Regions from separate parts of the Sus scrofa genome. Here all the other regions are linked to region 2. The links are chromatin contacts, called in public targeted proximity ligation maps. All regions are on one chromosome and are shown on one strand. The core of a region is the stretch at or near the end of the contact, and the rest is flanking DNA. Distances in the headings are between cores, read along the strand shown.

Region 1 (6,772 bases), core at 958-3,457, 170 kb before region 2:
GGCATGTCTCCCACCTCAAAAAGATAGTACTTTCCGTTTCTTTATTAAATAAGTTAAACATTGCTTATTTAATAAAGAAACAGTAGAAAGCAGAGATAAGCCATGAAAAAAATTATCTTTGATTCCACCATCTAGCAGTGGCCATGTTCACATGGGGTGTGCACCCTGCGAAGGGGACTAGAGTGGCTAAAGGGGGACTTGGCCAGGCCAAGGAGGGCATGAGGCTGGGAGGTGTGGATTAAGGCCAGATTATTCTGTGTCACCAGGAGCCCTGTGGAGAAAGGTCATGGGCCTTGTCCTCAGACCTGTGGTCAAAACCTGACCCTGGCCTCTTCCTAGTTGTGTTTGACCTTGAACAAGTCACTCAACTTTTCTGAACCTTTACTTGCTCATCTCTGAGATGGGAACGGTAGCATCTACCTCATGGGATGAAATGAGAATGAACGCGTCTCGTGCCTGGCACGTGGTAGAAGCCGTTTGGCAGTGGCAGTCCCTCCCCAGGGAGTTTGGATTGTCCCCTGTGCAGTTGTATTTCAGCCAGGGCGGGGAAAATCGATTCATGACTGTGTGGCTCTTTGAAGATCATTTACAGGCTCACAGGACCCAGGCCAGTGAGACATGAGAGGACACGCACCATCCTCGGCTGCTGGAGAGGGGGCTTCATTGGTGCAGTCCTTCCTGGGAGAGAAGGTAGATGTTAGGCCTCAAGACACTTGAAAACCCCATTGCCTCCCCTGTCATCCAGTGATGCTCCTGTAAATAACTGTCTGATGGAGATGACAATGGCATTCTATCTTAATGTTGTTTGCCACGGAAAAAATGACATGTAAGCTATCAGACGACAGAGCACATGCGTGTAACCCTGACATGTAAACACTGCGAGTAATGAGTCAAGCTTGAAGTCCAGGTTTGTTAACCCAAAACGATGTTTGTAATAAATCATTGAAGGGAAATAACAAGCATGGATGTGCAGGTGGATTTCATATTTGTAAAAATTATGCTTGTACCCACATTTGTATAGAAAATGTTTTTGGATGAGTTCTAGGCCCTCATCCTTGGGTTTAAGACACCCTCTATTCCTTAAACAGAGTTTCCCGAGGCCAGCTCCAGGGAGCATTAGTTCCTGGTGGCCAAATCTGTCTGGACTAATTCAGAAACAAGCCCTTCTGCTTGCAGGGTTCGTGTTCTTCAGAATGCTCCCCAGATCAGAAAACAGACCCCTTCCTGCCTCAGTTGCCCCTGGATGGGGTTGGGGAGGCCTGTGAAGACCAGCTTCCCTTGGCCCTGTCCGCCCAGGGGAAGGCAGGCTTCCACCGAAGCCAGAGAGGCTCTGTGCATTAACCGTGTAAGGAATAGAGGGGGTCAAGGTCAACACTGGCCTTGGGACATTAGCCCAAAAGTATTTAGGGGAATCCATTATGTGCAATGCGATGTGCCAGGTGTACAAAGATGAATGAGCTACAGCTGTTGCCCTAAGGAGCTCAGCCTAGTGGGGAGACCCAAACCAATCCCTTTTTTTTAGGGTTGTACCCAGGGCATATGCAGGTTCCCAGGCTAGGGGTCAAATTGGAGCTATAGCTGCTGACCTACACCACAGCCATACCCCCACCAGATCTGAGCTATGTCTGCAACCTTCACCACAGCTCATAGCAACACCAGATCCTTAACCCACTGAGCAAGGCCAGGGATTGAACCCACGTCCTCATGGATCCTAGTCGGGTTCATTAACTGCTGAGCTTTGAAGGGAACTTCCCCAAACCAGCTTGATGTGATTGATAAATGGGGAGGGGGGTGACCCAGGAGAGGAGGGGGTGCCCTCCTTGGGGGAGCAGGGAGCAGTCTTTCCCCACTGCACCAGAATAGTTATCCATCAATGTAGGCATTCCTTGCTTTGTTTAGCCAGCTACCCATTAGCCAACCACCTAAGGGATGGTTCCAGAAGCTTATACTCTACAGTCTTGACCCTGTCATCTTTAACACACAAGCTTGTGATTGAAGGACAGTCATTTTTAGGAAATAGTGATTTTACAGGGAGATACTGCCCCATGTGCACTCCGGGGGTGAGGGGTGTAAGCATGCACACACACACACACACGCACACACGGGCATGCATGCGTGCAAATTCACAAGCCCAGAGTGAGCTGAGAAAAGTCAGCTTCGCCTACAGTCTGACTGATTCCTCTAAGGATCATCAACACAAACAATGCAGGGGTGACTCATCGCCTGTGACTCACAGCGCTGTGGGACTAAGGTCCTGCCCGCACAGGGCAAACATCATAGTATTTGTCCTTCTGTCCCCTGAGGGGGAGGGTTCCCCCCAGCCCAACCTCCACCTCTAAACCAGGTGAGCCTGGACGGGGGCAGCTTATGATGTAGAAAGTAAGGGAGCATTCTAGAGAAACTCACCTGATCTGGGCAACAGGGGTGATGGGAGGCGGGGTTTCTTTATTCAAGGATTTACAGAAGATGTATTTCAACACAGCATTCCCCACTGGGCATTCAGAACAGGGTATGATTCCCCCCCCCAAAAAAAACCAAACGATTTCTTGGTATCTTTTCAGGAATCCATTGATTGTGCAAAGTGAGGTTAGTGTGCTGGAGTGAGGAATATGGGGGTGAGGTGGGGAGCAGAAATTCCCAGTTGAAAAGTCAGAGAGGGTTTTGGACCATTGAGGCCACTTCCTCCCACCACCCTGGGCCTTGTGACTTGCTGATTCCCTGTCCTCGCCTTTACCCTCTTCCAGCTACCATCCCCCCCCACCCCCGCCCCAATCTGGCCCTGCACTCAGGGCTGGAGCCCGAGGGGAGGGGCTGCCCTGCTCCTTGCTGGCAGCTTGACTCTCTTCAGCTGCTCCTGAGAACACTGTTCCAGAGGATCAGGTTCCTGCCTCTGCCCCCGGGATTTATCAAGCAGTCACTGTGGATCTGCGATGTCTAGGATGATAGGGGGATGAGGGTGGGACAAAAGAGGCCAGTCCTTTAGCCAGGAGCCAGGAGTCCCATGTGATGTACCTAGGGAAGGGGAACTTTAAATGTTTACCCTGGGAGTTCTCATTGTGGCTCAGTGGAATCCGACTAGGAACCATGAGGTTGTGGGTTCAATCCCTGGCCTTGCTCAGTGGGTTAAGGATCCGACATTGCTGTGAGCTGTGGTGTAGGTTGCAGACACGGCTCAGATCCTGTGTTGCTGTGGCTGTGGTGTAGGCTGGCAGCTACAGCTCCGATTAGACCCCTAGCCTGGGAACCTCCATATGCCGTGGGAGTAGCCCCAGAAACGGCAAAAAGAGAAACAACAAAAAACAGAAAAAAAAACCTCTTACCCTGGAGTGGAGGTGCACAGAAAGACTGTCTTTCGGAGGCCAGCCTTCAGTTTGGAGATGCAGTTGCCTTCTAGACCAAGCATCCATAGTTCTGGGCAACCAGATGCCCAGGTCAGTAGGTCAGTAACTTGGGGATGTCCCAGTTTGGAGGAGATGTGGCCTTTATCTTTGAGACAGTCAAAGGAATGCCTTTAAGGCATCCTTGGTCTGAAAGGGAAGCTGGAATTTCTCCCTTTCCCGTTTCCCATCCTTCAAAGCAATTAATTAATGTTGGCAGCGGGAACCCACGGTGGGCAGAGGAGCCTGGGACTTCCACTCCTCCCGCCAGAGCCACTCACAAGCGAAGCCTGAAGTGTGGCCTTGTCTGTCAGATTGTTGCAGAGACTGAAGGAGCTCTTTGATAAGAAAGTGCTAAATAACAAAACATGAATTATAGAGAACGTAGAAACCAGGGCCTACAGATTGGTTGGCTGGATGTCAGGCCCCTAAGGGTCTTCTAAAGACTGGACCTCTCCCTCCTCTTGGAGGTGGTCACCAGGCCAGCACCTGGGAGCAGGCAGCCTCCTGCAGGACCACAGGGCAGAGGTGAGGAGTTAAAGAAAGGCAGTGAGACTGCTGTGCTGGGGGTGGGGAGCAGAGGGACAGGGAGGAGCTTGGGAATGGGGACAGGGAAACAGCACAGTGCCGCCTGGGTGGAAATGATGGGAGGGGGCCCAGTAATGTGTCCTGGGAGCGGGGGGAAGCAATGGAACAAGGTTACAGTATCAACGGCTAGAAATCTTGTGTGTTGACCCATAAGGACTGTGGCAGGAGATGGAACTTGCATAGAAATGTGTGCCTCTCAGATACACAGGGACAGCCAAAAAAAAAAAAAAGAAATGGTGAAGATGAAGGCTTGGGGCAGAAGGCTCACCTCAACCTCAGGACCAGGGGTGCCCCCGCCCCTCTGCCCAGAGATGGGTCCTCAGACATCGTGGGGGGGCTGGTGTGGGGAGAGGAGTCTGCCTGGAGGGACAGAGAGGGATCTAGGCATTGGAAGTGAGGTCCAGAGTCTCTGCTGACCAGACACAAGGGCCAGGCCTTGCTCTCCCTGCCACCCCCACCCCATCCTGCCCGTGAACTGCACACTCACAGCAAAGAGCTGTTCGATTCCGGTGCCTGTTGTGGGAGAAGGAATATGACAGCCTCTGCCCGAAAATTGTCCCCTACTCGTCAGTGTCAGACACACCCTGAGCGGCAGGGGTGGGGGTGGGTGCGGTGAGTGGGAGAGGCTGGCCTTGGATCTGGCCCGGAAGGAGGGTGGTCTTCAGCCCTGTGTGGTCCCACTGGGACTTTAGTGCTCAGGCTTCACAAAGGAGCATGAAGACAGATGATAATAATAATAGCTATTCCTTTTGATCTAGCACTTGGCTGTGCTCTAAGTACTTTGCAGCTGGAGGTCCTCACCACAGCCCTACTGTCAGCACCCCGATTTTACAGAACGAAGGCAGGTGCAGAGAGGTGAAGGAGCTTGCCCAAGGTCATAGGGCAGAAGGGGAGCAGCTGGATTCCAAGCCTGACAGTCCTGCTCTCTTGGGCCCGTGCTCCAACCCCAAGCCCAGCTGATCTGAGGGCACATTTTCCCTTGGAGTGTCTTCGCAGCAGATGCCACCGGATTCAGGCTGGGCACTGTAGGGCCTCTGGGATCTGTGCCCTGGGCTCAGGAGGAGAGAGGCCAGCTGGGCAGCGGGGCCTGGGGGTCCGAGGTGTGCACAGGGCATGGGCCCAAGTATGGAGTTGGGAGTGGAGGGGATTGGAGGGTTCAACTGATGGCAAATGCAGGCCAGTTCTGTCTATAAACAAATAAAACTGAGCCACAGTGGGGCAGACACATGTCCTGGAGACAGCTCTGCTTTCGTTTGTGGATGTGGGTGTGTGTGTTTTTTGTGTAAGTTGCCAAAACACCCTGAGCCAGGCTGGTGGAGGGTGGGCCCTAGGCTGCTCCTGATGGATGCCTGCTCAGGTCCCCGAGGCCCACAGTGTCAGATGGCTGAACACACTGTAAGCTCCGAAGAAGAAAAACAGTCACCTAGCTCACTGGAGTGGGGGTACTGGGAGGGGGAAGGGAGGAGCCCCTTAAACTCAGGCAGGTGCTGCCCTTCAGAGAAGACTCAGGGGATCTATCTCAGACTTGACCAAGCAGGACAGAGAGGTGGGTTCCAGGCCCAGCCCTGCCTTGTCCCTGGGAGACCTTGGGTTGGTTGAAGCCCCTCCAAGCCACATCCAGACTGGGCACTCAGATGCTAGGTCTGGCTCTTGTCTCATTTGCGCTTCTCACTAGGACACCTTCCTGGGAGCCCTGCTCCAAGCATCTAGCCTCCTGCTGGCTTCTGTGGGCAAGGGCACCCATGTCTAAAGTGGGCTTTCTAGGGTTCCCACTGTGGCTCCACAGGGTTGGCAGCATCTCTGCAGTGCCAGGATGCAGGTTTGATCGCTGCTGCCCCCAGCACAGTGGGTTAAAGAATCGGCAATGGTCGCAGCTGTGGCTCAAATCTGACTCCTGACCCAGGAACTCCTTATGCTGTGGGGCAGCCAAAAGAAAAGAAAAAAGTGGGCTTTCTCTGCCTCAGCACTTGACTCTGAGGGCTGGATTATCTTTTGTTGTGGAAGCCTGTCCTGTGCATTTCAGAGTGTGTAGCAGCCTACCTGCCTCTACCCATCAGATGCCAGGAGCACCCTGTCGCTACAACCCAAAATGTCTCAGGACTTTGACAAATCATCCCCATTGAGAACCACAGGTCTAAGGGGAAGGCTTCGGTCCAGAGGCGCCTCGGGACCAGCAGTAGCTGGACTGGTGGGACTTCGGGTGGTTTCCCTTCATTTTCCCTGGGTCCTCGACCTTTTGTCTCTTGTCATGGGAATGGGAACTCAGCCTTGAGGTAGAGGAAGAAGGGAGGTTGTTTGGGACCCGGAATGCTGTATTAAGTCAGGTTGGGCAGGCTGGGGTCACAGACTCTCCCCTCAGCGCTAGGAGGGAGGCACGTGGTCAGAGAAGGTGGTGGGGAACCCAGATTTATTTCCTTTGAGAACAGCTTCACTGGGTTGCAGAAATCATGCCCGCCTGATGCATGAAATACATCCAGTTGGAATTCTCTAGAGGTGCAGCAGGTATTGTTACTGCAGCAGCTCAGGTTGTTGCTGTGGCGCAGGTTCAATCCCTGGCCCTGGAACGTCCACATGCTGGGAGCGTGGCGAAAACCCCGAAGCCAACTCAACTAGAAAAGGAACACACCTAATGGTTTTCTGGTGCCATGGTGGACCTTCTTCCTCCCAGCCACTTCTTTTTTTTTTTTTTTTTTCCTATTTCTTGGGCCGCTCCCGCAGCATATGGAGGTTCCCAGGCTAGGGGTCCAATCGGAGCTGTAGCCACTGGCCTACGCCAGAGCCACAGCAACACAGGATCCGAGGCGCGT
Region 2 (6,503 bases), core at 2,762-5,261:
AAAGCATTATTGTGAGTGAAAGAAGCCAGTTTCGAAAGGATATATACTATATGATTCCATTTATATGACATCAATGGTTGTCAGGGGTTAAGAAGAGACAAACCAGGGATTTGGGTGTGATACAAGTGGATAGTAGGAGGCAGTTTTGGGAGATGATCGAACTGTTTTGTATCCTGATTGCGGTGGTGGTTACAGGGATCTATATAACAGTTAAAACTTAGATAACTATTCACCCTCCTCACCAAAAAAGTCAATTTTAATGTATGTTAATAAAAAAAAAATCTTAAGCTTTTAAAAAATACATAGTATAAATTATCTTAGAACTTTCTAATTATGTACCAATTAAGGCTCAAAATAAGTGTTTTGAGTAATGTGAACACCAGTGAAATGGGAGATGCAAAGATAAGGTAGGAGACTAAATTTAAAAAAATTAGACAAAAATAAGGCATAGGTAACCTAGACTCAGAAAAAACACATCCCTCAACCAACCAGAGGCTGTTAGTACCTAATGACAACTAAAAATAAATATTGAATATCGCCATGTAAAAAAAAATTTTGAGACAAAACAAATAGAGCATATATGAAGTCAAAAAGTAGTCTGAATGACAATTCCACATTCATACTAGATACTCATTTAGTCCTTGAAATTAAAATGACATCGCTATCCATTATTATGGTGTGTCCCTTGTTTTTTCTAATAGCAATTACAGATTTACAATGGTTTATCCAGATTTTATCATCTGACTCTTTTTTTTTTTTTTTTTTAAGGGCCACACTCATAGCGTATGGAAGTTCCCACGCTAGGGATCTCGAAGCTACAGCTGCCGGCCTCCACCACAGCTCACAGCAACACCAGATCCCCGACCCACTGAGTGAGGCCAGGGATCAAACCCACATCCTCATGGATACTAGTCGGATTCGTTTCTACTGCACTGCAACGGGAACTCCTGACTCCTCTTGATATTAAAAAATATATATACTTTCAAGAATGCTGACTGGATGGATAAAGAAAAGATGAGATGTAATAAAACCAGAGCAGAATGGTGGTTTCCAAGGGGCTTGAGGGGTGGGGAAAACAGGGAGATGTTGGTCAAAGGGTACAAACTTTCAGTTATAAGATGAAGAGTTTCGGGGGATCTAATGTATGGCATAGTAACTACAGTCATTACTACTGTACTGTATACCTGAAATCTTCAAACAGGTCAGCTCTTGAATGTTTTCACATACACCCCCCAAAAAAGGGTAACTATGTGAGGCGATGGATATGTAAATTAACTCGGTGGCAGTAATCATTTCACAATGTGTGTATGTATCAAATCATCGTGCTTTATACCTTAAATACATATAATTTTTACTATTAATTATACCTCAGTAAAGCTGGGGGGGGGAGACTGCTGACTGGGACCAAGTATTAAGACTGGTCATAACTGCACCACTCTGCAAACCATCCTAAGGAGGTATGAAATATTCCTTTTTTTTCCCCCTCCCAAGAAATAAACACGAAAACACAGAGGATTATAATTCAAGAGTTGTTTTCTATAACCATATGTATTTTTGATGGCTGTCATAAAAGTTAAATCTTAGAATGTGATTTTAAAAAACAAAAACACAACCAGATGACCCCAGGTCATTTATTTAAATTAAGTACCAACCTAACGGCCCCTAACTTTCCCTGGTTCTTAAAACATTGAAATGTAAGTTATCTGTGAGAGCACTCCATTTCTTTCACATGACAACAGCACTTTTTTTTTTCTTTTGTCCCCTGCTTTTTAGGGCCACACCCAAGGCATATGGAGGTTCCCAGGCTAGGGGTCTAATTGGAGCTACAGCTGCCGGCCTACACCACAGCCACAGCCACAGCCACTACCACTCTGGATCCAAGCCGCATCTGCGACCTACACCACAGCTCAAGGCAACGCCAGATCCTTAACCCACTGAGCAGGCCAGGGATCGAACCCACAACCTCACGGTTCCTAGTCAGATTCGTTTCTGCTAGGCCAGGACAAGAACTCCACGACTACAGCACTTTTATAATTCTTTTCGATCTTAAATTGTCTGAGGATGCGAGCTTTAAGTAGCAAATCCAGATCCTTCTATAGTTGAAAGTATGTTAAAATGTGAAGTTTGGTGCAATTAAAAAATTGATAGCAAACAGTTACCTATTAATCAACAATTTACAGAATGCTTAAAATTTTAAGCCCTAAGGATCCTATGAAAGAGATCAAAATGGTATAGAGGTTCTCAAGGATTCAGTTGAAGACACAATATACGCTCATGAGACAATGAGACACTAGAACTGTAAATAAGAACATACTATTTAGAACAATTAGAGAATAAATAGATGTCAAAACATTCTTTAACAAGTTTCCCATGTGAGTCAAATGGTAATTCAGAAGAGAAGGTAAATTCATCCGATGTTGGGAGGCACTGGTATACAGCAAAGAGAGTGTGCTGGAGTCCTGCCTCAGCCCTGCCATTAAAAACTCTGGGGTAAGTCCCAAATGCTCCACAGTGCCTAGTTAGCAGACATGGTACCTGACACAAAAAGGACATTTGTTCATTCACTCTGATTTGGATTCAGCTAAGCAAGCAAGGAGGGGCAGGCCGGGGCTCCTTCTAGAAGGGACTCACTCGGGGATGTCTGCCACTCAGGACTATGGCAAGCTCGCTGCTTGAATTCAATACCGCCTTCTCACAACCACGTGAAAGAAAGGATGCTGACACCCAAAAGGAGCTGGCCGCTCTCCTTGCCTTCTCCAGAGTACAAACTCCTATATCAAGGGCCTCACTGTCCTGGGCCCAGCTGCACTGGCACCTCACAGTCCCAGGGACCCCCTATGACGCATCAGCTGTCTGGCTTAGTTTCAGTCTGGATCTCTGGGCCTCAGTAAGATCATCTGAAAGAAAGGGAATGGTATCAGGTCATTCACAACATTACAATCCATGAATATAATAAATTAGAATTATTCACTATAGAGCACAAACCTTACTAAGTTGTCAGCTATGAGTAAAAACAGCTTATTAAATTTGTTATCTGGACTTAACTTGTTTGTTTTACAGGAAATATCAGGCTATTTTAGAAATGCCAATTGGAAACACTACTGAATTCCTTAAAAGAACGATTCTTAGCTTAGTCTCAAAATATTAAAATGGCTAGATCTCAGAGTGAAACACAACCTATGCAAAGATTCATCACGGTTCTTCACTAGACTGAGTGAAGTTTTACGACTCTGAACAACAATATTTTCTTGTAAATCAAGTAGTATTAGTACCTCAACACCACCTCATGCAGTGGAGTTCCCAGCAATGCCTGCAGGGAGCAAGAAAAGATAAAGAGGGCCTTTCTTAACTTCCAGACCTCAAACCTAGAAGTAGAAGACAATAAATCATCTAAACAAGTACTGAATGGCAGGTAGGTGCTAGGCATTGGGCTAGTCACTTTACATGGATTACCTTGTTCAGTTCTCAACAAGCCTAGGGAGGAGCCAGTTATTATCACAATTTTAATGATGAGAAAACTGAGGCTTAGGAGATTAAGAAATGTGCTCACAGCTATAGAGCCCTTCACAAAGCCTAAAAATAAGGTAATTAAAGAAGAATGTACTGCCTTGAGCCTTCAGGAAAACACAATCTGATTAGTGGACCCAACTGTTCACATCCTTTTGGTAGACGCAGCCCTATGATAAAGATGTGAGCTATCAAACTATTATGGCTTGGTATTATTTCTTAATATAAATTAAGACATTAACTTTGTTTCCCATAAGAATCTTCAGTAAATCTGCTTAGCAAGAAAATCGGGTTCCCTGACCAAAATGAGTTTCTGGATCTGCAACTGCAAGGAGGAACAGCTACCAGACTATGCAAGTTCAGGTCATTTTCTGAGGCCTGGTATGAATGCACCACCCTGAAGGAAATGTCTATTTCTTTGTTCATTAACCACAACAGTCCTTTGTCTCTTCTTTAGAATATTAACTTTCCCCACTGGATTTCTAACATGTTCTATATATAGCAAAAAATGTGAGGCTGAGTCACTAGGGCAAGTTCCTGAAGAGCACCAGGTCCATATGCTCAAGATGCCAGGGATAGGGACAGCAAATATAATATTTTCCTGAGAAAACTGAAGACTAGGACTTCTTTCTTTAAAATAAGGGTATCCTCATCTGCAAGGAGGTGGCAGTAACAGTGGCTGAGAAAGCAAGACAAAAACTTAAAAAAAAAAAAAAAGCCCTGGGAAAAACAATAAAAAGCAAAGAAAGCAGTATTAAATCTCTTCAAGTGTACAAAGCAGTGCTTAATAGAAACCTATGACTTTTAACTATGAACAATGGGAGATTGTTTAAATTGGAAAATGTTTAGAATGTATATTACACATATAGCATAAGAATGTCTGTTTCGGAGTTCCTGTCGTGGCGCAGTGGTTAACGAATCCGACTAGGAACCATGAGGTTGCGGGTTCAATCCCTGCCCTTGCTCAGTGGATTAACGATCCGGTGTTGCCGTGAGCTGTGGTATAGGTCACAGACGCGGCTCGGATCCCGAGTTGCTGTGGCTCTGGTGTAGGCCAGTGGCTCCAGCTCCGATTCGACCCCTAGCCTGGGAACCTCCATATGCGCGGGAGTGGCCCAAAGAAATAGCAAAAAGACAAAAAAAAAAAAAAAAAAAAGAATGTCTGTTTCACTAAATCTGTACTGATAAAGCTCAAGCTAAATATGTGCAAAAATGAGAAGAGACATGATTAAGATGGGAAAAACTACAATCACTTAAATCCTTCTTCCCTTATACTCCCAAACATTAATTTTATCAGAATTTTAAAAATTTTTTGTATGATTGCAAACATAGTACATGCTTATTGCAGAAAATGTGAAAAATATTAAACAGTCTATGAGATAAGTGAAAAATAACCCATAATCTAACTACTCCAAGTTAGTATATTTTATTAGCCTTTTAAATTAATATTTCCTTTTTAAGAAACTCAAAAGCATGATCTTACTTTCTTCGCTTACTATATTGTGAATATTTACCTTACACCTTTAAACAGCCTAAAGCTCATGGTTTTTATCACTTGCCAACAATTTTTATTCTAATTAGTATATTAAACAAAAATTAAAGAATATGATTTATAATGGCTTTATAGTATTTAGTTATATGGCTCTTGCATAATTTAATAATTTAAGAGGCTTCTAATTATTAAACATTATAAATAGTACTAAACTGAACAGCACATACACACACTCATGTTTATGTGCACATCTTATTTCCTTATAATTCCTAAAAAAGGGATTTTGGGCAAAGGATGTGAACATTTTTAGGATTCTGAATATTATCCAATTGCCATTGCAATGGACTCAATATTTACGTCCCCCGCAAACTCATGAGCTGAAATCTAATCCCTAATGTGATGCTATCAGGAAGTGGAGTCTTGGGAAGTTAACAAGATCATGAGGATGGAGCCCTCATGAATGGGATTAGTGCCCTTATAAGAACAGGTCAGGGAGCTAGCTAGCTCTTTTTCCGCCATCTGAGGATACAAGAACCCTGCAGTCGGCAACCCTGATGAGGGCCCTCACCAGAAGCCAAATGGCACCCCAATCTCAGACTTCAAGCCTACAGAACTGTAAGAAATAAACTGTTGTTTATAAACCACCTGTTGTTTATAATACCATAAATGTATTGTATTTTGTTATAGCAGCTTGAGCTAAAAATAGCCATTTAGAAATTTGTACCAATTTATGCTCCTACCAACAGCAGATATTTGCCAACACTTGGTTCTGATTCTTTTTTATATGAGAGACAAACTGAAGCATGCTGACTATGACATAGTGATTCTAACCTCTTAGGCTTTTTCCACAATCTTATTTCATAATCCTAAAGAAAAATCTTTTAGTAAATATCTCTTGTAGTTAATGATATTGACCTGTGGTTGAGGCATTTTTCCAGTGTTGCTCTGTTTAACAAATTTACCCTGTTAATTAAATTTAAGCGCTTTTAACTAAATATAGTATGAACTGCATAAACCCATTCAAAAAATAAATTATCCCTCTATGTGCATATCTGTAATAAGTGATCTAAAATGCTAAAGATAACCATGGTAAATTCTGGGTTTGAGGACAGTGAGTTTGTTTCCTTTCTTTCTTTCTCTTTGAACTTCCTTTTTTGTATCTCTCTGTATGGCTTGAAAATTAAAATATAAGCTGGCATCTTTTTTTGGAGCCACAGTCTAAAAAGTATGCTATACCAAAAATCATAAAGAAAAATTAAACATTAAAATAAAGTTCTACACCTCCATTTCCAGTTATGATGGAATAACTAACTGGAACTGGGCTAGACCTCCTGCTGTGAAAGACCATTAACCCGGGCAATATACATGAAATATTATTTTCAGATGTTCAACAACAGTCAGCATAGGACTGTGATTCCTGAGAGAAGAGAAACAAAGACTCATGAAAACCCTGACTTGTGCCACAGGGAAGGGAAGCCCAAAAGAGCACAGAGATCTCAGTGAA
Region 3 (5,996 bases), core at 1,797-4,296, 130 kb before region 2:
CTCTTGTCGGTCACTTCATTTGCAAATATTTTCTCCCATTCTGGGGGTTGTCTTTTTGATTTATTTTGTTTTTATGACCACACCCATGGCATATGAAAGTTCCCAGGCCAGGGATTGAACCTGTACCTTTGCAGCAACCTGAGCTCTGCAGTCGGATTCTTAATCCACTGTGCCACAGCAGGAACTCCTTTTCATTATTTTTTTGTGTTTTCTCTTGCTGCGCAAAGCTTTTAAGTTTAATTAGGTCCCATTTGTTTATTTTTGTTTTAGTTTTCATTACTCTGGGAGGTGGATCCAAAACATATTACTGCAATGCAATTTATGTCAAAAGTGGTCTGCTTATATCTTCCTCTAGGAGTTTCATAGTGTCTGGGCTTACATGTAGGTCTTTAATCCATTTTGAGTTTATTTTTGTGCATGGTGTAAAAGAATGTTTTACTTTCATTATTTTACATGTAGCTGCCCAGTTTTTCCAGCAACACTTATTGAAAAGACTGTCTTTTCTCCATTGTGTATTCTTATCTCCTTTGTTGTAGGTTAATTGATCATAGGTGTGTGGGTTTATTTCTGGACTTTCTGTTCCGTCTCATTGATCTGTATTTTTGTTTTTGTGCCAGTACTGTACTATTTTGATGACTGAAGCTTCGTAGTATAGTCTGAAGTCAGGGAGCCTGATTCCTCCAGCTCCACTTTTCTTTCTTAAGATTGCTTTGGCTATTCAGGGTCTTTTGTGTTTCCACACAAATTAAAATATTTTTTTTCTAGTTCTGTGAAAAATGCCATTAGTAGTTTGATAGGGATTGCACTGAATTTTTAGATGGCTCTGGGTGGTATAGTCATTTTGACAATATTGATTCTTCCAGTCCAAGAGCATGGTGTTTCTTTCCATCTGTTTGTGTCATCTTCAGTTTCCCTCATCAGTGTCTTATAGTTTGCAGAGTTCAGGTCTTTTGCCTCTTTTTGCATTTTTCTAGTGATCGGTGTTGTTGAGCATGTGCTTGTTGGCCATCTGTATATCTTCTTTGGAGAGATGTCTATTCAGGTCTTTTGCCCATTTTTCAGTTGAATCGTTGGTTTTGTTAGGATTTGTAGTATCTTTAGGATTTTCATGTATAGTGTCATGTTGCCTGCAAACAATGACAGTCTTTCTTACTGAAGAACCAACATGTTTTGTCTCTGTGGCTCCATTCAGCTGAGTGTAGTTTTCTGGGTTCACAGAACACAGGGCTCAGCAAACTTTTAAAAGGCCAGATAATTAATACTTTGAGCTTTGCAGTGCCTTATGGTCTCTGTGGCAGTGATCCAACTCTGCTGTTGTGGCATGGAGGCACCCATAGTCTAGCAGTAATGAGTGTCCAGTGTCCGATAAAGCTTTATATATAAAAATAGGCAGCTGGCCATAGGGCTGTGGTTGCCAGCCCAGACCTAGTATTTCTCATGGACCAAGTCATGTATGAGCAAAAGGGAAACTTGCATTATGCTCACATTATTCCCTCATATCCCACACGTATGGGAACAAATTTGTATTTCAAAACAAACATTATGGCAGAAGTGACTGAACTTTATAGGGTTGTGAGGGATAAGTGAACTGGTGCCTGTAAGCCTCTGAGTCACTGACATGTCCATGGTCAGTGTTAGTGATTATTATTAGCTATGGTAGAGAGTTATTGGCAGGATTTCATTGCTTATGGATATAATGTACTTAGAACAAGTGTTTGGAATTTCTAAATAAAAGCAGCTACCATTTTCATCAAATATAAGACTTTTTCTGTATTGTGGTAACATTTACATAATGTAAAACTTACTGTTTTAATCACTTAAAAAGACACCAATCCAGTGGCATTTATTCCATTCACAGTGTGTGCAGCCATCGTCATTATCTATTTCTAGCACATTTTCATCACCCCAAAAGGAAACCCCATACTTATTTTTATTTATATAATTTTTGCTTTTTAGGGCCGCACCCATGACATATGGAGGTTCCCAGGCTAGGGGTCTAATCGGAGCCACTGCTGCTGGCCTACGCCATAGCCACAGCAACTCGGGATCTGATTCGTGTCTGCGACTACACCATAGCTCACAGCAATGCTGGATCCTTAACCCACTGAATAAGGCCAGGGATCGGATCCACAGCCTCATGGTTCCTAGTTGGATTTGGTTCCACTGTACCATGACAGGAACTCTGGAAACCCCATACTTATTAAGCAGTCATTCCCCATTCCTCCCTGTTCAGCCTCGAGATGTACTCCCCCCAACCCACATCTTCACATCTGAGATGGAGCTGTGCTTACAATCAAAAGCATCTCATAATCACTGTTTCTCAGCCCCATATCATTATCACTGCTTGCTTGAGTATGAACTTGGCAATTGTTCTTTAGTAGAATTTTATGCATTCTTAAAATTTTATCTATTGAGTTTAACTATCATTCAAACTGCTTTTAAGAATGTCATGATTCAGGAGTTCCCATCGTGGCGCAGAGGAAACAAATCCAACTAGGAACCATGAGGTTGCGGGTTCCATCCCTGGCCTTGCTTAGTGGGTTAAGGATCTGGTGTTGCCGTGAGCTGTGGTGTAGTTTGCAGATGTGGCTCGGATCTGGCATTGCTGTGGCTGTGGCATAGCCTGGCGGCTGTGGCTCTGATTGGACCCCTAGCCTGGGAACCTCCATATGCCTTGGGTGTGACCCTAAAAGGAAAAAAGAGAAAAACAAAAAAACAAAAAACGGAAAAGAATGCTGTGATTCAGCAGAGGAATGAAATGTTGAGTGCAAAGAAAGACATGAAACAGAGTGACAAGGCAAAAATGCAATATAAACGAAGCAGATATTCATCATCAGAGGAATCCCCATAGTCTGTGCTTCTTCCAAAGCAACAACCAAGTGCTTTATGGGACAGAAAGGCAGATACAAATAGATGAAGCTGTGTTATATTTTGTTAATGAGATACTTCGCGAACGATGGACTGCCACATTTGAAGCAAGGCAACTGAAGGCTGGAGATATTATGAAACCCCTTGGCATAGATAATAAAATATTTCAAAGTAATGGGAAGTTGGTGTGACTGGTTCATGCGTCACATGGGACAATTACTAAGGCATCCTGTCTCAGTTGAATGGCAGTGTTACTTTTCTTGATGGTACATAAAAAACAGTGTTTCATACAAATGAAGCCATCTTAAAATGATGATAAAGCATTATTATCACATTGCAAGTTATTTTCATTTACTTGTATTTTTCTCCCAATAGACAGTCAATGTGTTGCAGAAAAAGAGTTTGTCTTACTACTGAATCTTCAGTGCCTGGTCCAGTTGTTCAATCTCTGGCTTCACTCAGTGAGTTAAGGATCCAACATTGCCAAGAGCTGTGGTGTAGGTCACAGACGTGGCTTGGATCTGACATTGCTATGGCTGTGGTATAGGCCAGCAGCTGCAGCTCCAATTTGACCCCTAGCCTGGTAACCTCTGTATGCTGCGGGTGCAGCCCTAAGAAAAAAAGACCAAAAAAATAAAAAAATAAAATTCCTTTCTTTCCGGGTGCTCAATACAAAATTGTTAGTAGTTGCTTTGTACCAAGTAGGATTTTGTTTGGCTCTAATGATAGAACACTCAAAATAATAATGGCTTAAACAAAATGGAAGTCTGCTAACCCTGCAGATAAACAAAGTATGGAAGTAAATAGCCTAGTGATTGTAGTGTAGCTCCATGATCATCAGGATTTTAGGTTCCTTGAGTCATGCTGCTTTGCCAACCACAAACTTGGCATCCATCATATGGCCCGCATATGGCTGCTTGAGCTCCAGCCATCACGTCCACATTCCAGCTGGCAGAAAGTAGGAAAGGAGGGAAGAAAAAGGACATCTCTATTTTTATGAATCCTTCCTCCAAAATCATAAATGACACCCTGTTTATATCCATTGGCAAGAACCTGACTACATTTAACCACATAGAAACTGGGAAATACAAGCTATCATCCAGGCAGCCATGTACCCCACTAAAATTTAAGGGTTCCATTACCAAGGAAGAAGGGGAAAATGAATGCTGAGGCACAAATAGCAGGCTCTACTGTACTCATTAAACTCCATGGTGCTGAGTACAAGTGGGTTCCATGACGGCAATGGAAGGTCTTCAGGTGGAGATGGGGCAGGGGCAGGGCTGTGAAAGGTGAGCATGATTTTTTTTTTTTTTTTTTTTAGGGCTGCCCCTGCAGCATATGGAAGTTCCTGGGCTAGGGGTCAAATTGAGCTTTAGCCTCCAGCCTACACCACAGCCACAGCAACGTGGGATATGAGCTGCGTCTGTGACCTACACCACAGCTCATGGCAACACCAGATCCTTAACCCACTGAGTGAGGCCAGGGATCGAACCCTTGTCCTCATGGATACTAGTCAGGTTCTTAACCTACTGATCCACAATGGGAACTCCCAAGATGAGTGTGATTTAAATGAGCAGGAAGAATGGGTAAGAGCGTTTTTGGCAAGGGAATGACCAAACAAAGGCTCAAAGGCAGGAAGGCACTCTGTGTGCCTCTGGGTTAATAGGGTTGTCTTGGCCAAGCAGGGCTTTGTGTCAGGAGGCTAGCTAGCCAGGGAACAGCCCTGGGAGCAGGGGGTCAACCCTGCGTTCACTGTAATCAGTGTGGGGTCACTTAACCTCCAGAGCCTTGGTGTCCCCTAGAGATGCACAGAGATAATCCTGTTGTGAGGATCCAGTGAAATGATGTAGCAGGAGGAAGTTCGTAGTGAACTGTAGGTGTCTGTACAGTTTAGATGTTCAAAAAGCAGTAGCTGCCATGACCATGACACAGGCCTAAGTTTCGACTGGGAGGAGGAGGAATTTGCCCTGCACTCTCCGGGCAGCTCCCCAAATGTGATGGTCTTATGTGGGTGGGGAATGTGGATGGTGAGCCGAGGACATGCGAGCTTGGGGACTGGAGCCTTTGAGCATGGAAAAAGCACGCAGATGCTCCTAGGGTGCAGGAGAGTGATGAGAGAATGGTGGGTATGTCCTAGTGCCTGTTTCCTTTCTTCTCCCCACAAAAGGAGCAGAGCGGGTCAGTATCCTGTGCTAACCCAGGGGCCAGTCCTGGGCCTTTCATGCCCTCTGTAGTCAAGTCAGTGAGGCTCCCAGGCTCCTGGGTTGGAGGCCAGCCCTCAGGCAGGCCCAGCCCTGGGGACAGGGGGCCTCCTTCACATCCCTGCTGGAGCATGTGTGGCAGAAGCCAGAGGCTATGAAAGCCAAGGTGAGGGCAGAGAGCACAGATGGGATTGGCCTTGGTCCAGGTCTGACCAGGCTGCTGCTGTCTCCCCATAGAGGGCAGTGTCTTAATCAGCTCTGGCTGCCATAACAAAATACCATAGACCAGGTGCCTTAGACGAGAGACATTTATTTCTCATAGAATGGTGGCTGGAAAGTCCAAGATCCAGATGCTGCTGACTCCATTCCTGGTGAGGGCTCTCTTCCTGGCTTGTAGGCGGTCACCTTCTTGCCACATCCACTCATGGCAGAGAGAAATAGCTCTGGTCTCTCTTCCTCTTCTTGTAAGGGCACTAATCCACGGGAGCACACCCACCCACCAAAACCTGCTAACTGCCCCAAAGCCCCACCTCCAAATACACTGGGGATTAAGGCTTCAACATATGAATTTGGAGGGAACACATTCAGTCCATAATAAATACCTTACTCCACTTGAAAACACACCCTGGCCCCTGTGGGATCCTGTTCTGTCCTGATGCTTGGCTGTGCCTTTGGGGCGTGTATTGTGGCTGGTGTGTTTCTGCTCTGACCTGATAGAGGAATCAGTTGGGAGCTGCACTGGAGCTGGCGTCTCTGACTGGTACACAGAGAGGGTCCCCCAACACAAGCTGTCCTGGAGGAACAGAGGAAAAGCTGCAGCAGGGAGCAGAGCAGGCCCTGTGGCCAAATTCTAAAGTCACCAGGGTTTCATTGCACTGATAAAAATGAACTGGTGCCTCTTCTTTCCTTTTTCTTTCTTTCCTTCCT
Region 4 (5,933 bases), core at 1,406-3,905, 150 kb before region 2:
AGAAGCCGGTGTAAATAAGCACATTTCTTTGAGGCAGACCTCATTTTTTTGAGGACTCATACCTCTCAGAGACATTAATCATCAAAAAGTCCATTGTTCCCATTGGGGCCACAGCTCTTCCCTACCTGTCAGTTGATATTTAATTGATGGCTGCTGTCCTCCATTGGTTTTTTAGCATATCCCCTGGGGTTAGGAGAGTTCCAGCAAAGTGTTAACTCCTTTGCCCCCAGGGCAGAGAGCCGTGGTTCTCTTAATATCATTGAACCTGTTAGAAGCCCTCCAAAAGGTAGATGCACATATATCATAGGTTAAAAATTCAAAGGTCCTGACCTCTCTGAGGCCAAAACTGAGCACAGCTTGCAGATGGGAGTTCTGGGAGTTGAGGTAAGCTGGGAGCGATGTGTTACTCATGATTGCTTCAAGTCTGGGAGGAAAGAAGGAACTTTTGTCTCAAGGGTGAAAGGGCTGACAGAACAGTCTAGAAGCCTCAAGGATGTGCAGTGTCATTATTAAGGGGCAGAAGTTGGCAGCCAGGGTGGAGTTTGGGACCCTACCAGGGCCACTCAGTGGATGTAGAGCAGATGAAGCCAACAGCTCGTAAATTTTCAGATGCGGAAAATGGGTGGGTAGGAGGAAGCAGGAGAGCCCTAAACACAGCCCGGGCTGCACCCATGGCTCAAGAGCATCAAGAGGGAGGCCGTGGGCCAGACTGGCCAGTGTTGTAGCCCATCCCCGCTCCTCTGGCTACCTGGCCTCGGGCCATCCTTCATCCTGGTGCCTTGGTTTCCTTATCTGTGGTAGCAGATGTTGATGCTGAAAGATAGAAACACAAAGGCTGAGGAGAATGCTTAGTGTAAGGAAGGGGCCTACTGGGGGTCGGGGGGTGACATCTATGGGGTGCCTGGCCGAGTCTCGCCAGCTGAGTTCCATCATGAACCTGGGACCCAGCAGGGTTTATCGCCACAAACAATCCCGAGATGGCTCTTGAACTACAATGCCCACCAGGAGGGTGGTCCTGGTCCCCTAGTGGGCACACGGCCTTTTATTCTCTGTGGACTGGGAGGGGGTTGCATTCTGCCTCCTGGGTGGGTCTCAGGAGTCCTTGGTGGACTGACGTTGCCCGAGAGATCCTAGCTGGCCTCTCCCCCTCACCCCACTCTTTCCTGCTCTTGTGTTTGGGATTAACGTGTATCCCTTGAACCTTGTCATTTTTCTACTGAGATGGAAACTTGGCCCGCGACCAGTCCTGGATGTGCTCGCAGTGTGGCTGGGCTCAGGCCAAGCCCACGGTAATTATAATCACATGTGAGGCTCTCACTGGCTTGCTGGGCGCTGGGGCCCTGGGAGACGCACGGCTGCCAGAGGGAAGGGCACTGGGCTGGGTGTCGGGATTCTGAGCAGTGTGCAGACGGTGTGGCCTCGGGCTTCTGCCCTCACCTCTCTGACCCTCAGTTTCTTTGTTGCTAAAATGCAGGGATTGGCTCACAGGCTCTCTAGGGATCCAGGATCTCAGGACATAAGGACAAGCTCTCCAGTGTCCCTTTGGTCGTCCCTACCCCAGCCCGGCCTTGCATGTACCAGGGAGGGACCAGGGCCAAGGTGTGGCTGGAGGGCTCCAGGAAGACCAGCCCCTGCCCTGTCCTCAACCAAGATGCCTTTTCACAGGTCACGGAGAAAGGACGGGCCCTCTGAGACTGTCATTATCTCGTGATCGTAAGCCCAGGGGTAGGGGGTGTGGGATACCAGGGTGGGATTGCGGGTGCTTAGAGAAGAGTCTGGAGAGAGAGGCAGAAGAGTATCTAAGACAGCTGCCACCAGCTACCCTATGGCACAAGGGCAAACCTGCTCCCTGTCCCCCATTAACCGAGGAATTAGGGCTTGATTTAATCTGCTTGATTGAATCTGCCTCTGGTGTAACATTATTCTGAGCACCAGTGGGGCAGCCCAAAGAGTTTTTACCCAGTGGATTGTTGTGGCCTTTTCCATTCACATGGGAGGCTCAGGAAGCCTGAGAATAAGGAGCAGCTGAAGAGCTGTGAACAGTGGTTACCCAGGTCATTGGTACAGCCAGGAGCAGGGGGAACATTCACAAGCACACAGTCTGAGTAGAGGTGGTGGTGAGAAGTTTCTTCAACTTCGCCATAACCCCTGGCCCGCTTCCCTCACTTCTCTCTTTGTCCGTCTCTCTCTCTCTCTCTCTCTCTCTCTCTCTCTCTCTTCCTCCTCTGCTGCCTTTCTCTTTCCTCTTTTCTAGTAAGAGAAGCAGAATGACTCAGTGGAAAGAGGATGGCTCAGGAGTCAGGCGGCTTTGACCTGTCAGGCTTCTATGACACCGGGGCAATGCTACCCTCGCCTTGGTATTGTTGGGAAGATTAAATAGGATACAGTACGAAACAACTTCAGGTAGTACATAGGAAAATGTTAATAAAAGACAGCCAATGTTATCATTTACCCAACACATCAGCGGAAGCTTGTCTTAAGAGATTGGCTGTACTTGATTAACGTTTGTTCCCATTCTTAATAGAAATTAGGGAATGTAAACTTGTTTTTTTCCCTTGCTCTTACAAAATGGAATGGCCATACTCAGAGAGATTACTCCAGACTCCCTTGTGGCTTCTAGTTTTTCCCCGTGCGTGTCAGCAGACCTGGAGGGAAGGCAGGCTCGCCCTTGAGCTGGCCCTGCTGGCCACAATTTCTTGGATCTCGTGATGGGTAAGGGCGGGCCAGGGGGGTTCTCCTGGCTGGAACATGTCTCCGAGGAGAGCTTTGATGTTAACCTCATGGTTCCAAGGCCGCACACCCACGATGGCTCCTACTAGACAAACAAAAAACAAACCCAGGGGCCAATTCCTCACTTTACATCAAAGGTTTCACTTTCTAGGAGGAACCTTTTACATTCCAGAGGGATTTTTTTCCCTCACATCACTTGACATGCCTTCATTACCTGTGCCAGTTGGGGTTCAGGTAACAGAGAAACAGAAGCCACATACACAGGGTACCCCAAGCACATGGAGTTTTCATAGTGGGGATTTAGAGGCTTACACAACTGATGGGAAGGCTAGATGAGGGCAGTCGGGGAAGCCACCGTCAGACCCCACAAAATCAGGAAGTGCCAGGACTGCAGAGAAGATGCCGAGATCGTTCCAGTGTCCCCAAAGCATCAACTTGGGCAGCTGCAGAGGTCAGCTGCACACCTGTCCATGCCAATTCAGAGAAGCCGAGCTCTCCTCATCTGTAGCCTGACGAATCTCATGCAAGTGACAGTATTGCCAGGATCTTACTTAGAACCATACTGGCAAGGAACTTGGCAAGACCCCCTAGCTCCTGCTGGAGACAGAGGAATGTGCAGAGTTGGGTGGGGATGCTCTGGTCCCGGCTGAGCTGGAGGACCAGCACCCCTTTAGCACCTCCTTTCTCGTCTGCTCGGTCGAGTGGCCGCTCCCATTTCCTTGGCCGCATTTGGCAGGAGCCCCGCTCATGGGGTTCATGAGCCACTGTGTCCAGGGAAGCCGGGAAAGGGCACAGGAATAGAAAAGAAGAAGAGACGTTTTAAAACATGTAGAGACATGAATAAAGCCAGTTTAAAAAACAATAACTGTCTTTGCCAAGGGAACACGCTGTAGTCCCAACGCTCAGAAAGAGGGAGGAGATTGGATGTTAGCAAACAGCTGTTGGGGGCCTGGTCAAGCCACTCCTCTCTCTGCCCTCTTCTTCATCCATGAAGAGAGGTGTTAAATGTGCACGTCCCTCTCAGTCCTGACCTCCCTGATTCTCTCATTTGTGGGGATGGAAATCTCCTGTGCTTGGCACTGGGATGTGACTCTTCCTGTCTCACCTCCTGCTTCCCTGGATTCTTCCCTCCAGCCCCAAAAGATGCTCCGACGTCTGCATCCTTCAGAGACAGACAACCAAAGAAACTTCCCATGATATATGTATTTTTTTTCTTTTTAAGGCTGCACCTGCACATATGGAAGTTCCTGTGCTAGGGGTCGAATCAGATCTGCAGCTGCTGGCCACAGCCACATCCACAGCCACGCAGGATCTCAGCCACATCTGCGATCTTATGCTGCAGCTTGCGGCAACGCCGGATCCTTAACCCCCTGAGCAAGGCCAGGGATCGAACTCGCATCCTCATGGACAGTATGTCAGATTCTTAACCCACTGAGCCGTGACGTGAACTCCCCCACCATCTTATAATCCTTCTTAAAGTACTGTTTCATCTTTGCTTTTACTCTTTTTTTTTTTTTTTTGAGGGAATGGAAAAAATTTGAAGTACCATTGACCTGTAACTCTATGTTATGTGCTAGGTGCATGACATAGTGATTCAGTATTTCTATACATTAAAAAATGTCACCATGATAAGTCTAGTTATGATCTGTCACCATACAGAGATATTACACTGTCATTGGCCATGGTCTCCATGGTAGACATTTCATTCCTGTGACTCATTTATTTTGCAGCTGCAAGTTTGTACCTTTTAATTCCCCTCACCTATTTCATTCATTCCCCACATCCCTCTCCCTTCTGGCAACCTGTTTGCTCTCTATGACTCTGTCTCTGTTTTGTTGTAGTTGTTCATTTGTTTTTTTTTTTAATTTTTTTAATTTTTTTTTTGCAATTCATTTGTGTATTTTTTTTAATATACCACAGCTCGAAAAAAAGAAAAGATAAAAGAATTCAGAGGCACTACAGGAGTCTCACAAGAAACTTCTGAAATTCTGCTAATAAAACAATATTCTGCATGCTACACAGCTCACCACCTGGTGTCATGCTGAAGTCATTGAACTAGTGTTGTATGCAGGATATGAAGCTCGATCAGATTCCACTGGGATCATGACTGCACCAACATTACGGCCAGTGATGCGCAGGAATGCAAAGCAATACCAGAAGTGCAAAATCACCCACATACAATCCAGACTTTTAAAAAGCTTCTTGCTCTTCATCATCCGTCGCAAGCATTCTATTTCTTATCGTTAGGAACTGATGACCATGACTCTGCATATATGATGTTTCATGTTCCATGACATAAGTAGATTATCACTGACAGGTGTTTATGTTTCTTTTTTTTTTTTACTTTTGACTATTTTTTATTTTTTTTATTCTTTTTTTTTTTTAGTTTTTAGATTCACATACTCTAGAGCTTCAATCAGCTTCCTCTCTGCCACCCTCTCAACGTGTCTCCGACTTATTTTTTAGATCAACATAATAAATCAACATGTCTCTACTTATTACTTAGTAAACTTCTAGCTCTGTCCATGTCTCAGACAGTAGGCTTTCATTCTTTTTTATGGTTGAATAATATTCCACTATGTATATGAATGTATAGTATAAATATCACATCCTTTTATTTGTGAGACCTCTTGAAAGCATCATATGTTGATGCTGAGAAGTAGGACACCAGGACATCAGCCGTCTTGACTTGCAGTTTGCAGGCCTCGAAGGAAAGTGCAGAGGGTTCACTCACTGGTTGGGGAATGGGGTCTGTGCTTACATGCCCTATATGTCTGCAGGGAAGTTGCTTTAGCAATGGCTCTGCTGCCCAGGAGGCTCTACTTTGAGCAGTGCACCTGGATGAATTTCCCAGAGCTGCTGTAACAAATGACCACAAACTTGGTGGCTTAAAATAACCAAAATTTATTTTCTCATAGTTCTGGAGGCTGGAGGTCTGAAATTAAGCTTTTGTTAGGGCCATGTTCCCTGCAGGTGTTCTAGGGGAGAGTTCTTCGGGACTTCTAGCTTCAGTGGTTCCAGGTTATTTCTTGACTTGTGAGCAGGTGATGCCAACTTCTGCGTCCATCTTCACATGGCCTCCTCTGGTGCAGTCCCCATGCAGCCTCCATGCGCAGAGTCAGGCCCTGCGGCAGGCTCTTGGTGGCTCTCAGGTGTGTGTGGCAGAAGCTGCGTTCTCCCACAGCCATCCTCTCTTCCTTCTT

The links.
Region 1: a targeted proximity ligation map of alveolar macrophages shows a contact between it and region 2. A contact is called at or near these places in 1 of 47 Hi-C or Micro-C datasets (embryonic fibroblasts) and 2 of 2 datasets of targeted methods (alveolar macrophages and skeletal muscle).
Region 3: a contact with region 2 is called in a targeted proximity ligation map of alveolar macrophages. A contact is called at or near these places in 1 of 47 Hi-C or Micro-C datasets (embryonic fibroblasts) and 1 of 2 datasets of targeted methods (alveolar macrophages).
Region 4: a contact with region 2 is called in a targeted proximity ligation map of alveolar macrophages. A contact is called at or near these places in 2 of 2 datasets of targeted methods (alveolar macrophages and skeletal muscle).

What each region holds. Positions count from the first base shown.
Region 1 is chr3:93,659,099-93,665,870 of Sscrofa11.1, forward strand. The region is part of intron 1 of LOC110260019 (a long non-coding RNA gene); the gene reads right to left. Among named protein-coding and RNA genes, the nearest start is that of MCFD2, 42 kb to the left of the region's middle.
Region 2 is chr3:93,831,605-93,838,107 of Sscrofa11.1, forward strand. The region is part of intron 1 of SOCS5 (suppressor of cytokine signaling 5); the gene reads right to left. Among named protein-coding and RNA genes, the nearest start is that of SOCS5, 19 kb to the right of the region's middle.
Region 3 is chr3:93,702,830-93,708,825 of Sscrofa11.1, forward strand. It overlaps LOC110260144 (a long non-coding RNA gene), which reads right to left. Exons shown (of 3, transcript XR_002342994.1): 3 at 5,364-5,862. Among named protein-coding and RNA genes, the nearest start is that of MCFD2, 85 kb to the left of the region's middle.
Region 4 is chr3:93,683,321-93,689,253 of Sscrofa11.1, forward strand. No RefSeq gene overlaps it. Among named protein-coding and RNA genes, the nearest start is that of MCFD2, 65 kb to the left of the region's middle.